Regions from separate parts of the Xenopus tropicalis genome. Here region 1 is linked to region 2. A link is a contact called in public Hi-C data. All regions are on one chromosome and are shown on one strand. The core of a region is the stretch at or near the end of the contact, and the rest is flanking DNA. Distances in the headings are between cores, read along the strand shown.

What was found. A called contact is a pair of places that touch in the nucleus more often than the background predicts.
Region 1: a contact with region 2 is called in a Hi-C map of neurula embryo, with 1.5 times the contacts expected there. The contact joins two enhancer-like sites. A contact is called at or near these places in 2 of 5 Hi-C or Micro-C datasets (brain and neurula embryo).

What each region holds. Positions count from the first base shown.
Region 1 is chr6:111,083,215-111,087,301 of UCB_Xtro_10.0, reverse strand. cdh2 (cadherin 2) reads left to right here. Exons shown (of 16, transcript NM_001127418.1): 2 at 3,483-3,594. Among named protein-coding and RNA genes, the nearest start is that of cdh2, 12 kb to the left of the region's middle. Within about 2 kb of position 2,346, at least 3 of the 11 cell types and tissues checked have an H3K27ac peak or open chromatin away from gene starts, as enhancers often do. A contact at or near this core is called in neurula embryo, where this site is marked.
Region 2 is chr6:111,018,937-111,023,428 of UCB_Xtro_10.0, reverse strand. The region is part of intron 2 of cdh2 (cadherin 2); the gene reads left to right. Among named protein-coding and RNA genes, the nearest start is that of cdh2, 76 kb to the left of the region's middle. Within about 2 kb of position 2,853, at least 2 of the 11 cell types and tissues checked have an H3K27ac peak or open chromatin away from gene starts, as enhancers often do. A contact at or near this core is called in neurula embryo, where this site is marked.

The sequences.
Region 1 (4,087 bases), core at 1,097-3,596, 64 kb before region 2:
CAGTTTGCTTCAAGTTGCTGACAGTGTGAGTAATTGTCACTTGTATTTCCCTTTGTGTCTGAGGTTTTTATACATTAGTGCTGCTGTTTTGCTGCGTTTAAATTAAGCCAACTTTTGAAAGTTTGTTTAATTTAACATCCTCTGATATGTAAAAAAAAACATCTTTCAGCCAGGAAATAGGAAATACTTTAAGGACTTTGTTAAAAACTTTTCTTATTAAAAAAGTCTTAACAAGGGATTATTTAGAGATGTAGTGCTGTCCTTTGTTTGCTGAGAAGTTGACACAATGCCAGTAACAGGAATGAGTGAAACTTTTATTCATGCCCGTGAGCTTTTGTTTTTTTTTTGTGACCATTGTCTGCACTCACAATAGCAGTTGTTGCCAATGTAGTGAGTTGCAAATTGTATTGGAGAAAAGGGAGAGGAACAAGGCTTTAATTGCCAACTAAAATGTGTGACCACCTATTTCTAAGCAGAAGAGAAATAGCTTGTGTTCTGTGAGACATTAACATGATGAACACAACATGTTAAGATGCAATTCCTGAAAAAAATAATATGTTTAGGGATTTTTAAAGCTCTAAAAGCCACCAGAGCACAATTTTAGGATCTATTGCCTGAAATGGTAATAAGTGAGCAGATGGCTTCTTACAGGGATTATTAGATCTGTGCAAGTCATCTCTGCAGTGTTTAGGCTTGTTTAGGTTTTTCCTCCCAAAATTCACAATACATTTATTTTATGTAAATTGCCTTCATATTCATGTAGTGTAGTGTTAGTCTGTCAGATGCTCTGTGATGTTCAAAATATATCTTTTCTTTTGTTCTTAGCATTTTGCTTTCAGTTTGCTTTCAGTAGGGCCACAAATTCCCGACAGGTGGAATTTAATCAGCATGATCCTGCTCTTTTGATGCATTCCCAGTGGGGAAGTGAACCACTAGAGCTTCTCAAATCCACTTTGGCAGTAAGAAGGCAAACCAGACTGTAACAAGCCAGGCGTGTTCCTTCTAATTTAGATTTTCTTTAATTAGTTATGGTGTGGTACAGGTTGAGGGCATATGTAAGGGTTTTTTTTGGCTAGCATAAAGGAATCTTTGTATTAAATGACACACACACAGCAAGGCACACACATGTTTTGAAAGTCAGCATCATGGTGCAATCTAATCCAAATCACAGTTCTGGGTTTAGAGCCATTGAGTGAGTAAAGGGAGCTTGATGATGGTCTTGTATAATGTTCTCTGTTTTGGGTGGATGATCTGGAACCATTCATTATATACTGACACATTTATACATCAGGCTGCTGGCAATTCTTTAAATGTCCCTCTTCATAAACATAGAGAAATATTATACAACTGGCCACAATGATATTTGTGGTCACACAGAAGTTCCTATGTAGCCTTACCTGGAGAAGCTTTTCATTATTTGTCCATGACAAATATTATCCATACAGTTAGTGAGGCATTCCACTCTATTGATCTAATCTAGTGGGATGTTACGGTAAGATAATAATTGTTTTCTTTCCCACTGACTTGACTTCTTGACCTTTTTAAACTTTGGATAAGAAATCTTATCTTTATACTGAATTTTCTGTCCTAAATTTTATTTGTTCTGAATTTAAATAAAATCATGCATTTTATTCATTTTGCTTTTACATTGTGTTATTCACATAGAAAGCTGTGTTGCAGGACCCTGGCGAGATTAGTCGCCCACAGTTAAATCTTGGCTACCACGGGGGAATGGAACTTCACATGACTAAATATTGTTGTGCTGGGGTCTTGGGGTTTATAAGTTACAGAGGTTAATTTACCTTGGAACTTATAAATAAGACCCCAGCACAGGGGCGTGTTTATAAATACTGGGCAAATTTGCACCTGCCATAGATTGCAGCAGGCATTCACAGATCCATAGACAGACCTATATGTATTGATGGGGGGGGCTTGATCCACCAAATTCAGAAAATCTAAACTGAAAGCTTTTCAGGGCAGAGTTTTCACTTCAAGTACTCAGGGTTAGAAATGACATTTATTTAAAGAAATGAAAGCATTTCACAGAGGTTACTGTGGTTTTTCTTTCATGTCTGGGATGGAAGTAGAGAAATGAACATGGCTTGTGGGCTGTGGTGTATATAATATAGCCGCAATGAAGGATTCCATGCTGTGGAGAAAGTTAATAATAAGCATTGACTCTTCATCACAGGAAGTTGAAAGGAAGTTTTGTTTTGTGTGTCGTGCTAGTTATCTAATCTTTGTTTGTAATGTTAAAATAAACGAAATAGGTAGTGATTAGAAGCAGCGTGAAAACAGCATTCTCAGTATGAGCTTCCTGTCTGATTGCACTGTGACTGGGATATCTCACTACCTGCATTCCTCTGATGAGAATGAGCAGAGCGGACCATTTGGTCCCTTGCAAACTTGAGCACAATCACACTGCTATTTCCCAGCCTCGGTTTCCTGAGAAATTGCTTGGGATCCCTTAATAAGTATTTTCCCCCCAAGAAGCCAGAGCACACCGGCGCTTTTATTTTCCTGTAAAATTACCTTCTGCAAACTGCCATTTTCTTTAGAGAAGAGTGTCATGTACTGAATTACATTTATATTGACAATGTCTGCAAGTAAATTTCTATAGATTTTAAGCTCTTTTTAAGGCACACATAACCTTTTTTTGTGTCACATTGTTTATCTGATGACAAAACAACCATTAAAATGCTCTTACCCTTTATTGCTGTTTTCGCAACCCTTTTTCCAAGGCCAGTGTTCATTGAGAATTTTTTTTCCTTGTATTCTTCTTTTGAAAGATATGAGTGGCAAAAGCAGAGATTTCTGATTATTACAAACACAAAGGCCTCTAAATTACTCTTTCCACAATGTGTGGTAGACTTTACAAGAAAAGCCTTTAAAACAGTTAAAATGCAATTTCACCTTGAGAATTAAATGGAAATGAGCTGAGGCAGGGGCTATGTTGATGTTTTTGTTCTTAATGCCTTCAAAATTATGTAGACCTTATCGGCACAGTAATGCACTTTATACAGTTATCAAGTTTCCTTTTGTCCTCTGGTTCATTACCTTTTTTGAGAACGTTTTCTGTTAATTCTGTGTACAGATTCCTTGGCTAAGGCATGACATTTAAAGTGTCTGTGCCTGAAAATAAGTTAGCATGGTGAAATGCTCTCTGCAAGCTTTATCTTCTCTAAAAGGAATGTTTTTGTTCTCCCCTATGATTCCACTTAAGGCTCAACCACTGTTAAGTTCAGTTGTTAAAAGAAGCAAGATTGTTTAGCGTTTAGATCTTACCAGACAAATGGGATTTGTTTCTTCCATACCAGTTATCAAAAAATTTAACCCTTGGCCCCCACACTTCTAATTGTAAACCTCTGAGAAACAAAGGAGTTTGTTATACTTGACTATAGTGAAAAAAGGCTTATGCCAAGTCAAATGTCTTCTCTTAATGGGGGCTGCAAGTGTAACGGTCATATTCGGTTACATTTCAGGGACCAGTTGAAGCACTCGGGGGATCCAGATTATGCAAGACAGGATTTCTTGAGGATGTTTATCACGCCAGTGTCTACAGAAGTGTACATGAAGGGCAGCCGCTTCTAAATGGTAAGGTCATTAGATAATTGTAAACAGTAAAAACTGTCTATAATACAGGTGCTATGTTATATTGGATGTTTGTCTATGTGTCTGTCTTTCTGTTATTCTTCTATGTGGAGAATGAGCATTCTCAGGATAAACATATTTATATTTTGTTTGTTTAGTTTACATCACCGGACTAGACAGATCTTTGTTAATTTCATACAACAGACAATTCCAATATCATGTCAGCAAGTTACTAACACAAGAATATATGTGTAAAGCACACATGACTTTTTGGCCGCTGTAGCTATCAAGAGCAATACAGTGGTGCTCAAAATGAAATCGATTGATCCAAAAGAATTTATAATAATTTGGTCCCTTATATTTAGAAAAAATCAGATTAAGTGAGGCACAGTGACATTTGTTGCCCAGGGTAAATCTGTGCTGCTTCAGGCAACATATCCCTGAAAAATGCGTTCCCATCGCATTTAGATTGCTGCAGATTGCTACTTTTTTTGGC
Region 2 (4,492 bases), core at 1,604-4,103:
CTTTAAAGAATGAGTGATGGCTTCAACCTCAGATTCAGCTAATGGAACAAACAAAGCTAAGGACAAATGGGGAACTTATTTAGGTGGGAAAAAGGCAAGTTGGTTGTAAAATAAATACAATAATGCCAGTGAATGCTGATTTTGATGACAAAACAGCAAACATTTCCACTTCATGGCGAAGGCAGACGTGCAGATTAGTTGCAACAATTTTTAAAATCCAGTCGCACAGTAAAATTTGAATGCTGCAACTTGTATACTTGTGCATGGAGATTAGTAGCTGCTCTTAAAGGCTAGCTGCCTGGCTGCTCAGATACTCAGAATGTATGTATATTGCCTGCCAACGAAGGCAGGATGTGAATTCGATTTTTGTCTGGCTTTGAAGGGTAAAAAAGCTAACCTACCTTAATCATTCACACAGTGAAGCATCTGCAAATGAATAAACCCTATGTCAGTGTTATTAGTGCATGCACCGTGGGGTTTTTTGTCCACCAAAAAGTGTGTTTTATTAAGTGCTGTTTGAGAGCCAGCAGGATTCTCTGTGTTTTCTTATGGCTGAAATGATGACCTTTGCAAGATTAGGTTTCTCCATGCTCCAGCAAGTTAGGTCTGTGTGCTTGTTGTGTAATGTCAGCAGTTGTAGCTGTACCAGCGCTGTCTTATCTGTGGGCCATACAGGTATAGGATCTCTTATCTGCAATGCTTGGGGCCTAGGGTTTTCCAAATGAGGGGTGCACTTTCATGTGAAGCATCATGCTCCCATATACTCCATTTTAATCAAGTAATTCACATTTTTGAAATTAATTTCCTCTGTAATAATAAAATAATAGATTGATCATAGCTTAAATATAATTAATCCTTACTGGAGGCCAAAACAAGACCCCTTATCCAAAAAACCCCAGGTCCTGAGCATTTTGGATAGCAGGGCCCATGACTGTACTGTCTTACTACAGGTATGGGATCCATTATCCAGAAACCTGTTATCCAGAAAGTTCCGAATTACTAAAAGGCCATCTCCCATACATTCCATTATAAGCAAATAATTTAAATTTTTTTAAATGATTTCCTTTTTCTCTGTAATTATAAAACAGTACCTTGTACTTGATGCCAACTAAGATATAATTAATCCTTATTGGAGGCAAAACAAGCCTTTTGGGTTTATTCAATATTTAAATGATTTTCAGCAGACTTAAGTTATGGAGATCCAAATTACAGAAATATCCCTTATCTGGAGCATTCTGGATAACGGGTCCCATACCTGTACTTTGAATAGGAAGCAAATCCGCCAAAAATAAATTGTTTAAATAGGACAGTGTGAGAAATACCATTCATGTAGGTCAAAGTTTTTTGAATAACAGGTTTCATAATATTAGATCCCCTACCTGTATTATTATTTTTTGCAATAAGAGTCAGAAACACAAGATGAAGGAGGTCCCTGCCCCGTAGAGCTTACAATCTATATGGGAGGGGTAACTAACAGACACAAATGGGCAAATATAAGTGCTGTAGGTCACAGTGGGTGACATTACAGTATAAGTGCCAGTTTCCAGATCAGGTGCTGGGCGAGTGCTCCAAAAGGTAGTCTTTAAGTTTAGTTTTAAAAAGACTGAGGGAGGATTCTCTCCGGAGGAAATCGGGGAGGGCATTCCAAATGTAAGGGGCAGCAAGGCGGAAAGGTTTAAGGCGGGAAACAGCAGTAGTAGTGGGAGGCGCAACCAAACGGTTGCTCTGCGAGGAACGAAGGAGTCGGCTAGGACACAAGGGAAGAGATGTAGTGAGGAGCAGAGGAATGGAGGGCTTTGAAGGTTAAGAGAATGTAAATAATAAAATGTCTAATTATAATCAGTTAAACATTTTGTACAATTTCTGAAATGTATAAAATCCAGTGCTATGTGCAAAGAGCAGCATCTGGAGTCACAGCCAATCCCTGTCCTCACCAACTGTATGCGGTAAGGACAGGGCCTCCTTATGAGGTAAATGATGTACAAAGTAGGAAAGCATGAGAGGAGATGCCTACGTGCCACCCCCCTCCATTCTTGGATAGATCACTTCCTAACCTAGGCAGCAATCAAATCAAGGGGCCAGCCTTTGTGCAAAAAAATGCCCAATAGCAGCCTTTTTATGTGCTTTACATTCTGCGTTGCACATGACCCATATAGTGTATTAGCTTTGAATGTCTTTGAAAAATAACCAACTTTGAGAGATATAATAAATAAAATATATTTAAATTAAATAATAATTTTGTTCCTATTTCCAAGAGCTTATATTAAATGTTTTATATTTGCAACAGTTGTCCTTTAATTATAAAAAGAAGCCTGGTTTGCCTTTAACTATATATTTTTTTTCTTCTTAAATATAAATGCTGCCATTGTTGTATTTTAATAAGCTCTGTCTGCCTTTCCATATATATTAAAATCAATGTGATCCTCATATGTTATCTGCTATATAAAGTGTGATCAAGCTACATGTAATTCTGTTAGTGGGGAGGAAGCAAATTCTTTTCCTGTCTGTGAATTATATAGTGCGTTATCTGTACAGCAAATAATGAGCCTCTATCCAGTCTAAGGAAAAAGTATATAAATCACAACAAAGGGAAAAACCTGGGCAGTGATTTGCAACCAGGAGGATTGGGGCAAAAGATGAAACAAGTAATTTCTCCTGCATTTAGCCTTCCAGGCATCACATTGTCTCCTGAAGCAAACTCCAGGCTAAAAGAATTATTCATTAAACGGTGATAGTTTGCTGACTGTCTCTGTCTCTGTTTAATGAATGATAAATTAACCGTGTGGGAACTCCAGCTGTTTTTCCTGTAGTAAAGGCTAGGTAGGCCATTTGTGAGTGTCCTTTTATTTAGCATGTGTCACATGGGCCATGGCAGAAGGTGGGACATTCAGTGCGGCTCTAGGGCCTGTTTTAAGCTGTGTGAAGAAAAAAACAAAAACAAAAAAATCCAACTGTGTACTGCTTTTAGTTGATTGTGCAGCATTGTGTAAAAGGTAGTGGGCGCTTGCAAATGTTGTGTTCACTTGCTGCTTGATTTTTACCGATTGAGTTAAATGGCTTACGCCAGGTCAGAAGGGGATGAAATTAGTGTGTAAAATACATTGTAGTCTTTACAAATACCTTTTATAAATACTGCCACCAGTTCTTTTTAATGGATAATTTCCACGGTTGTGGATCAAAAGGGTGTCAAATTATGAATAAAAGGAAATGTACAGCTATATTATTTTTGCTTCTTACACTGTTTTTCACACAGAGATAATTTCACGTAGCTAAATAAACAAACCCCTGTAGTTGAAATAGTGCTGCTTACATAGTTTACAAGCCAAACCTTGCCAAGAAACCCCCAGAGGGCTTATCATTTTACATGTGCCCAACCACGTCCTCACGCAATGCTTAGTCCTCAGTGAAGGTAAGACCTATTCTAAGCACCTTTTGCTTTATTGCTATAGTTTTAGATGATCATTCATCTTCATCACAATAAAAGCAATTTTTTTCATGAACAACCCCTTTACCCTCTCATTTCAAAGATGCATAATTATGTAAATATATGCAAATAGATCTTTGACCCAGTCACATTATAGATCAACCAAAACAGCAGTTCAGTGTAAAAACTGGGTAAAATAGACTGCAAAATAAAAAATGTTTTCAATATAGTTAGATAGCCAAAAATGTAATCTATAAAGGCTGGAGTGAGCGGATATCTAACATTATTATGTTAATTATTTAATTTATGTTGCAGTAGCTAAAGAATCCTGAACTCATATATGCAATATATTCACATATTAACTCTTATTTATTAAATGCTATGCAGAACTTCAGTGTATAGATAAATAAACCACTGCATCAGCTATGTGGCTCCATATGGTAGCAAGCCCTGTCAGTAAACATTCCCAACTTTGACTCACCCTTGATATCCAAACACCAGTGTGTTAAGTTCCAGGTTCCAAAAACAAATGTCAGCGTGAAAAGGTATTATTCCGAGTCAGATTTTGTTTTTCTCCTGTCTGATTAGCTTTGGCTCTTTCCAAACATAATATTTTTTACTTTAAATCCGTGCTTTTACCTTTGCTGCATAGCTTCTTTGTTTGAATTAGACTCAACTTGATTGGTAACTTGAGGTTTAACTAGAATTGTATTCCATTCCTTACTTTTCTTTCAATGCCCTGATTAGAGCAATGGCTTTGTTTTTTCCTCCACTGAAACAAAATTATCTGCATAGAAATTCTGGTATCAAATTTATCAAGTATTGGACTGTGGAATCCAAAAGTATTAATACCCAAAATAAATAGCAGGCACTCACAGATCATAGGTAAAAGAATAGTGTCCTGTATTGCAAAAACATTGTATGAAGAAGCCTTGCACATTTCATGCTATACTTTATATAGTTGTAGGCTTTTGGGTTCGCCCCCCAGCTTAGTGGACCTATCACCCCAACATAAAAAGCTGTATAATAAAAGTCCTTTTCAAATTAAACCCCAATTTATTTTTATAT